Regions from separate parts of the Mus musculus genome. Here all the other regions are linked to region 3. The links are chromatin contacts, called in public Hi-C maps. All regions are on one chromosome and are shown on one strand. Each heading gives the region's core, a stretch centred on a gene start, on an enhancer-like site or on the middle of the called end of the contact. The rest is flanking DNA. Distances are from core to core; before and after follow the strand shown.

Evidence for each region. A called contact is a pair of places that touch in the nucleus more often than the background predicts.
Region 1: a Hi-C map of cerebellum shows a contact between it and region 3, with 1.6 times the contacts expected there. The contact joins two enhancer-like sites. A contact is called at or near these places in 3 of 484 Hi-C or Micro-C datasets (cerebellum and embryonic stem cells) and 1 of 9 other capture datasets (embryonic stem cells).
Region 2: a Hi-C map of cerebellum shows a contact between it and region 3, with 2.4 times the contacts expected there. The contact joins two enhancer-like sites. A contact is called at or near these places in 18 of 484 Hi-C or Micro-C datasets (the AtT-20 cell line, cardiomyocytes, cerebellar granule neurons and 12 more) and 1 of 115 datasets of contacts at active chromatin or transcription factors (astrocytes).

The regions. Positions count from the first base shown.
Region 1 is chr16:94,883,852-94,886,551 of GRCm38.p6, forward strand. All of the region lies in intron 2 of Kcnj6 (potassium inwardly-rectifying channel, subfamily J, member 6), which reads right to left. Among named protein-coding and RNA genes, the nearest start is that of Kcnj6, 110 kb to the right of the region's middle. Within about 2 kb of position 1,425, at least 17 of the 459 cell types and tissues checked have an H3K27ac peak or open chromatin away from gene starts, as enhancers often do. A contact at or near this core is called in cerebellum, where this site is marked.
Region 2 is chr16:94,788,869-94,791,568 of GRCm38.p6, forward strand. The region is part of intron 3 of Kcnj6 (potassium inwardly-rectifying channel, subfamily J, member 6); the gene reads right to left. Among named protein-coding and RNA genes, the nearest start is that of Gm41507, 65 kb to the left of the region's middle. Within about 2 kb of position 1,348, at least 10 of the 459 cell types and tissues checked have an H3K27ac peak or open chromatin away from gene starts, as enhancers often do. A contact at or near this core is called in cerebellum, where this site is marked.
Region 3 is chr16:95,201,397-95,204,096 of GRCm38.p6, forward strand. The region is part of intron 3 of Gm31641 (predicted gene, 31641); the gene reads right to left. Among named protein-coding and RNA genes, the nearest start is that of Gm31754, 38 kb to the right of the region's middle. Within about 2 kb of position 1,280, at least 7 of the 459 cell types and tissues checked have an H3K27ac peak or open chromatin away from gene starts, as enhancers often do. A contact at or near this core is called in cerebellum, where this site is marked.

The sequences.
Region 1 (2,700 bases), core at 175-2,674, 320 kb before region 3:
ATGTCTATTGAGAGTCAGTTCTCTCCTGCTGCCTTGTGAGATACAGTGCTCTTTGCTTATGGAGGATCCACCTTGGAGCTGAGGGCAGTTCTAGCAGGCAACTGGTTCAGTTGGTCTGACCTTATACTTCCCATTGTCTGGGGGCAGTAAGAAAAGAGCTGCTTCCTATGCAGAAACTGCCTGGTGCTATGTGTTCTCTTGTTAAAGTACAACCTGACCACAGTAAGGACATTGGAGCAGGTACTTAAGAAGCCTGCCAACCTCCTGCTGTCTTTGCGGGTAGAAGCAGCCTTCTGCTCCATCTGAGGCTTCTCCAACCTCGCCAGAGAGGCTGCACTGGTCCCTAGCATGCACTGCTGCCGCTTCTTCTTAGGATTTTCTTCCTCTGCCTCCTGACCCCCTGCTAAAGCCATGGCAAGGGTCAGGTGCCAAGTGTGCCCTGTGAGGGAGTAGCCCATATCTCAAAAGATGTGCATCCTTCACATCACAAGATAGCAGTCTGGGCAGTATGTGTTGGGATGGGTTTAGACGTCTTGCTTTGTTGCTGGTAAAATCTGTAGCTGTCATAAGCTAGGCTCGTTACATAGGCCAGTTATGCAGAAGCTCTGTGCCAGGTGCCCAACCCACAGAGGAAGGGCTATTATGGTCAGTAAGGCTAAGTGGGAGCTGCTGGAACTATCACCTATACACATGTCACATTCCTGGAGAGACTGCAGGGTTTGCTCCACCTGCAGGACTCGAAAGAGGCAGGAGTGGGCCTCCCCGACACATGCACCCTTCCGGTGCACATGTTTGGCTTGTCCTGTTGCAGCTGCTGTTCCAGATGTGACTTCAGCTTGTGCTCAGGAGCAGATTATTACCCATCCTGGTGGGCGGCCGATCTGGAATTGCTCTTCTCCAGCAGGCTGGGGCTCAGCCTGCTTCCTGCTAGCAAGGTCATCAATTCACCCTCACTAGCTGACCTTAGGATCACACCTGCTCCAGTGTTGCACACCGGCCTGCAGGACGGATGGGCAGACATCACCCTGCATGTCCGCAGGACATCCTGATTGGATGAGTTGAGCAAGAAGTAGCAGCTATTTTAGGCCTTGCATGACAGAGTATGGAAGAGAAGCCCCAACAGGCTTAAGGAAATACCTAGGGTTCTGGCGGTACAGTACAGGGCAGGCACCAAGCCATCCTTCCTGAGGTAAAGGACGAGTTGCTGTATAAGCTCCTCCTACAACCTCCTGAGACCAGTGCTCAGTGAGCCCTTGCAGACTTTAAAAGCAGTGCATTCCCATTTGGCTGGGCCACTCTGGGCCACCCAGCAATAAAGCTGGGAGCTCCAAGTGGGGACTAGAACAAGAAGGGCTCTGCAACAGGTCCAGGCTGTCACACAAGCTGCGCTGCCACTTGGGCATGTGAGCCAGCAGATCTAACCGTGTTGGCAGAGGCAGTGGCTCAGACTATCTGACGCTATTGGCAGCGTATGGAGCTGAGCAGAGCGGACCCTTACCATCTTCCTGCCATCTTTGGAGACCTCCTCTTTAGGAGGCGAGGGTTTGGTATATGTACCCAGTAGGGGGATTTCTGAATCATATGGTCGCCTGTTCTTAATTTTAAAGGAGCCTCCCTCCATACTGTGTCCTATAATAGCTGTGCTAATTTACATTCCTGCGGAATGAGGCTTTCTGAGGCTGCTTAGCTGCCTCAAGTCCTCTTCAGCACCGCTCTTCTGTCTTTTTCTGTAGCCACCATTGTAACAGGAGTGAGATGGTTCCTCCTTATGTTTCTGATTTGCATTTGTGTTGCTTGTGAGCGACCAGGTAGGCTTAGAATTTCATCAGCTTCTCCACCGCTTTGGTCTTTTTCCTTCTTTTAAATAACCAGTTTAGGTTTTTGCTGTTTTAAAAATAGTGTGTGTGTGTGTGTGTGTGTGTGTGTGTTCATGTACCTGTGTCTGTGTATGTATGTTCAAATACCTATATGTGTTCGTGTGTGTGTGTGTGTGTGTGTGTGTGTGAGCTCATATACTTGAGGCTAGAGGTTGGATGTCTTTCCCCCATCCCTGTCCTTGTTGCTGTTTCTGAGACAAGGTCTCTTACTGAACCCAGATAAGTTTGTGTCATGACGACTGGTCAGTGAGTTCCAGAAATCTGCCAGTCCTCATTGCCCAGAGCTGGAATTGTAGCATGAATCACCATGCCAGGATTTGATGTGGGCTCTGGGATCTGAACTCAGGTCCTTATATTTGTGTCGCAGGCACTTTAATAACTGGGCCATATCTCCAGGTTTAATCATCCTTTTTGCCCTCTTAGATATTCCAGATGTCAACCTTTTAGCAGATATATAATGCACACACACACCCCCACACACAGTGTTCTTCACTGTATTGGTTGTCTCTCTGCCTTTTAATTTACTGTAACCGTTTGTCTGTCGTAGGCTTTTTGCCATACTTGGGGGTCTTTCCTCGCTGTCTGAGATAACTTGGATGATCTGAATTCCTAAAAGCTGAAACTTCCCTGGGAGAAGCATCTCTGCTGCCGAGTGGAAGCCCCACCATGTGCTACAGTTCAGGCTGCTGTGATGTGTGCATCACTTGCCTGGCCAGACTCACAGCCTCCCTCACAGAGCCATGCCTGTAGCATGTCTCTCACTGTTGTCTCCATGAGCTCTGATCCTATCCTCTGACAGCTCTTGGCTAATACGCTCGATCTA
Region 2 (2,700 bases), core at 98-2,597, 410 kb before region 3:
TCTCCTCACAGGAGGTCCCAACCACACTGCTTCACCGGGGGCTCCTGCCAGTTTTCCGGGAATGCAGAATCTCGCCTTCACTGGCTGAGTCAGAGCCAGCGTTTCAGCTAGACTCACAGATGACTTGGGGGCTCTGTGCAGTTACTGAAGTGCTGTAGAGGACCACTTTGGGTCTGTAGTGTAGGGCAGTGACCCCTGGGCTAAGACTAAGAGAAAGCTCAGGAGCCCTTCCAGAAGGTTCTGGAACCACAAAGATCAAATGCTTACTTAGGTAAAGTGGTGCTGAGCTAGTGACAGAGTTCCTGCACTTTGTTCACTATGGAGCTCTGCAGCTAGACGCTGCCAGGCTGCTGTTATGTACTGTTGCATGAAGAATGAAAGTGGGCAGAAAGTCCTAATACCCTGTGAGGTTCCACAGAGAATCCAGGAGGGCATGGGGGTTGTATAGGGTACCCAGAAGCCAGGCTCAGTTTGTGGATGCTGGTACCTTGGCACAAGGGTATGCAAGACAGACTTTATTCACCTTTAAACTGTGCCCCAGGCCAGCATGTAGAAAGGGTAGTGAGTGAGCAAGGCCTGGGAGTTGGGTTGGTGAGTGACCCCAGCTTGTTGGGTCACGTTGCTGGCAAAACAATCCAAAAGTCTCTAGGGACAATCTTCAGAGTCTAGAGTTCATCTCCTTAGGACCTCCTGTGTTCTGGGATTTGTGGGGCACAGCCCTTGTCTAGCAAGAACCCTAGATTCATCTTCAGTGTTGCCTAAGAAAACCAACCAACCAATCAACTACCCCCCCCCCAAACCAAAAAACCAACCAACCAACCAACCAAACAAAAACCCCCAACTATACAAAAAAAAGTCACAGCAGGGATTCTAGGTGTTCGTGGAGGTGATTGCCCACTTTGGAAAGTCAGCTATTTGGGGACTTTTTTTGACAGTCACAACTGAGGGCAGGTGTTGCTGGGTTTAGAGGACAGAGTCGGGTATTTGTAAGCACCCCAGCATACAGAGGACACCCTAATAATAGGACAATACAGTCCCAAGGCTATTAGCGTTGAGCTCAAGGACGGGAGAGGAGGCTGCAGGCAGGCCCAGCAGCTTCCAACCCCTGCCTGCAGTGTGAAGGTCTGAGATCTTATTAGGAGTGAGCATGGATCTGGTCCCGGATGCCTGTAGGAACAGGGCTCTCAGCCAGGCTAACGCAGTGCTCAGCGGTCAGACTGACTAGGGGTAGAAACTGGTAATTGCTTCGAGTTCTTTTCCCAGATTTTAGGCATGCTATAGTGCCCTCTACCCTCCCAGCAGCAGTATAGCGCCCTCTACCCTCCCAGCAGTGGTATAGCGCCCTCTACCTTCCCAGCAATGGTATAGCACCCACCACCCTCCCAGCAGTGGACTTGGACTATTGCCTCTGGCCACAAAGACTGTTTCCTCCAGTGGCTCAGGATAAGCTCTAGTCACCTGCTGCAGTGTGAGAGTGGAGTCCAGTAAACGCAGTCCCGAGCTGGTGTTTTTCCACGGTGATAGCTCAGTTCTGGGCATGGAAGGTATCAGGCAGGTAAACCCTGCATCCCCAACAGAAGCAAGCTGGGTAAAAGGGTTGGTTTTCAGTTCTTTAGAGGAACAACAAGAAAACAACCCAAATAGGCTCAAAAGATCAAAATTCTGGGATTTGCCAATTATTCTTTTATTCCCCTTTCTCCCACTCCCTATCTTCTTCCTTTTTATATTTGTATTTAAATTTTAGGACTTCTCTTTAATATGAGTTTATCCTGATTAGCTATTTTTCATAATATTTCCCTTAGTAAATGGCTCCAAAATATATAGACAATATCATCTTTACTTGACTCCCATATACGCCTTCAGATTAGAACCTCTGCCTTTATCTTCCTGCTTCCCTACTTGCTGGCACGCATAATTACATTTATCCATGCAGCATTGCATCCACACATCTGTCCATTGCACCCACCCACTCACCATGTCTACTCAGCAAACTCTCCATTTACCCATTCACCTATCTACACATCCACCCACCCACCCATCTATCCATCTACCTATCTATCTGCCCATCCATCCATCCATCCACCCATCTATCAGCAAACACCTATAATGGCTGCTTTCAGCCCACAGAAATATTACCCAGACATATCTCCTTGGTGGACAATAGAATGAGCACAGATTATTAAGAGTAATTTGATTGTTGCATACAAAGTTCTAGGGGACCAAAGAGAAGGAATTGACTAACTTGAGGAAGGAGAGTGTCAAGAAAATGTTCAAGAAGCTAGAATTCTCAGGACAGCTGTGAAGGATAAGCATAGGGCAGGGCCCAGCAGTTCTCTAAGGGAACAGATCGTGGATGATGTAGGCTGGAGGTAATGTGGACAGGAAAGTCAGGACTGTATAGTGACAGGCCTGTGGGAGCATCAAGGGATTTTCTGTAAGCCTCTCACAAAAAACGGGGAGCTATTGATGTGTATTATGGGGGCTCTGTGGCTTCAAAGCAACACTGCACATTGTCTTAAATTCCTCTGGTAGGTTTGGAGATCTCTGCTCTGGCTCCCAGGTTTGTTTCACAATTCTTAGAAACACCCAGGGAGACTCCATGACAGGCTGTGGTGCCTGGCTTGCGGCTGGGGGAAAGTGCCTAGAAGGCAGAAGCCAATTACATGAGGTGCAGAGTTTTGTGCATGTGGCTGTCAAATC
Region 3 (2,700 bases), core at 30-2,529:
ATGGTCTTACCAACCTGTTGCTGATGGGAGATCAATAAGAAAACTCACAATCTCTGAGGGAGGTACCAACCATCATGACATAGAGAGGTCTGGGCCTGGGTCCTGCTTCCTATGAGTTCTTGTGGTTAGATGATGACAACAGAAACATAAATTTAAATTTGATTATTTGAGAATGTCTGAATTTATTCTCAAGTGACTTGCTTACTGCAAAGTAACAATTCTTTTTAGACAAAGTGCTCTGCTCCACCCCAAGCCGTCACCCTCAGGAAGCCATACAACTGTTACATATATGGGAAGCCCCTGCCTATGCTGGACTCCGATTCCCTTTATATACACAACAGGCAATGAAACCAAAATGATAGATGAGTAGGGAGAATCCTAGACCTCCCTGTCCTTAGAGCCCAAGATTTGATGGCAAGCACTTTCATTGGGTGTCTTAGTTAGGGTTTTACTGCTGTGAACAGACACCATGACCAAAGCAACTCTTATAAAGGACAACATTTAATTGGGGCTGGATTACATGTTCAGAAGTTCAGTCCATTATCATCAAGGTAGGAGCATGGCAGCATCCAGGCAGGCATGGTGCAGAAGGAGCTGAGAGTTCTACATCTTCATCTGAAGGCTGCTAGTGGAATACTGGCTTCTGGGAAGCTAGGATGAGGATCGTAAAGCCCACATCCACAGTGATACACCTACTCCAACAGAGCCACACCTCCTAATAGTGCCACTCCACGAGCCAAGCATATACAAAACCATCACATTGGGGCACCATTACCAGAAGCCTGTGTCTCTCTTTGCTGTGCTGTGCTATCTTACCCTTCTCCCTCGAATCAACAAAGGTGGCATGTGCCTTGTCCTTGATGGTGACAGAGGGGCACAGTTGACCTCCATCAGTTCTGGAATCATCCAGATTGACTCTGACTGGGCCTTGGAGCTGGGAAGGGAAGGTTGGTGCTCTGGTCAGAGCTTCTGCCCCACCCTGAAGCCTTCTGTTTTTCTCCTTCCACACCATCTGTTTCTTACCTACTTAATGACTGTAGTCTGATTTCCATCTGGTCATCCTTCCCAAATCCAGGGGTGCAGAATACAACAAATGGTGATAAATGGAAAGAAAGGAGTAATAGACGTTTCAGCACTGATCATCTACAGATTTACCAACAATTATAAAGTTTGGCTCTCCTTCTAATTCATTTTCATGTGCGAGCCAACAGTGATCAGTCGTATTAAAGGCCAACATCGCTGCTATGTTTTTCTTGCCAAGTCAGCTGGAGACCAGATGGTTATACTGACTTCCCCTTGTGCCTCACTCCTCCCAGGAATGGGATATTCGAGGAAAAGTTCAACCTCTGGGCTTGCCTTGGGGAACTTTGGTTTTGTTTGAAACATCCATAGCTGTAAGCCTCTAAGTTATTGGCTGTTTCTCTCAGGAGAGTGATACAAGGTTATGTCTGAAGGTAAGTGCTCCTTGTAGACCAGACAATCTGTTCTGCTCTGTCCCTGTACCCTCCTGAAGGCAAGGTGGCCACCAGGTAGTATGTTTTCTCCTCTTCCAGATGAGATGACCTCCCTGGCTAATCAATATTTTTCTCATCTCCTGGGGGTTCATCAAGCCATGTGCCCTTACAAAAACACAAGGGTCCAGAGAGAAACCCATCCTGAAAGTGAACCCACATTCTGACATGTTCCAACTTCGAAGTGAAAATGACAGGTGAGATCCCTGTGCACCCCACCTGCTGTGCTGGCATCAGTGATGCTTGACTGCTTGAATCTGTTGCCAGGCAACAGCATGGGGGCAAGGTATGTTGGGGAAGTAACAACAGACCTCAGGCTCAAGACAGTGGGTTGATCTGGACAAGTCTGGAGACCTTGGCTGCTATGTGTGAAACACAACAGAAGGATCTGGCACAGGATAAGCGCAGTTTGCCAAGCACTGCGGGGCATCTATCTTACACCCCACTAACTGCTGTCTTGCTCCTGAAACATGCCATTTTCATAATTGCATCCTGTGTCAAGAAGATGCCATTACCTATGAATGCCCGCATGTGGTGAGCCCTAAGGATGGAGTCTCTGGCTAGTATTCAAAGTAGACATCAGCACCTCTCATTCCTTCTTGTTGTTGCTTATAGACAGCTCCTTCACTCCCACCACCCAGTGTCTCTGGGCTCTGGAGAGAAAGGGGTGTTAGCATCAGTAGCAGATATTTGCCATGCAAAGACTTAGTGTCCAGGTACAGCAGCCATATCCATCCTACAGATGAAGACAAGGAGCTCAAGAGGGGTGACCCTGGCTGAGGTTGCAGGCTAGTGCTCAGGACCAGGTCCTAAACCATGGCCTTCTGAGGTCTGCAACTGTGATCTCCATTAGAGTGGAAAGTGGGGTTCTCAGTTGTGAGTGGTTATGCATTTGACAGGGTCTCTTAGAAGATCTGGGACATTTTTGGTTGTCACTGTTTCTATGTCCTCGTTGGTAGGATCAGAGATGTCGCTGCATAGGATATCCTTACAGCCAGAAATGCCCTCTGTTGAGGTGGGAATCCCCAATGAAAAGAAAGCACAGCACGGTGCACACACAGAAACAGTGAGTCTGTCACCATCTACTGTCTATTTATGTACCTATCCACTCTCTATTTGAGCTGTCTCTTGTCTACCTACTGTCATCCATGCCTATGAAACCTCTTCATGTATACAGCTATTATCCATC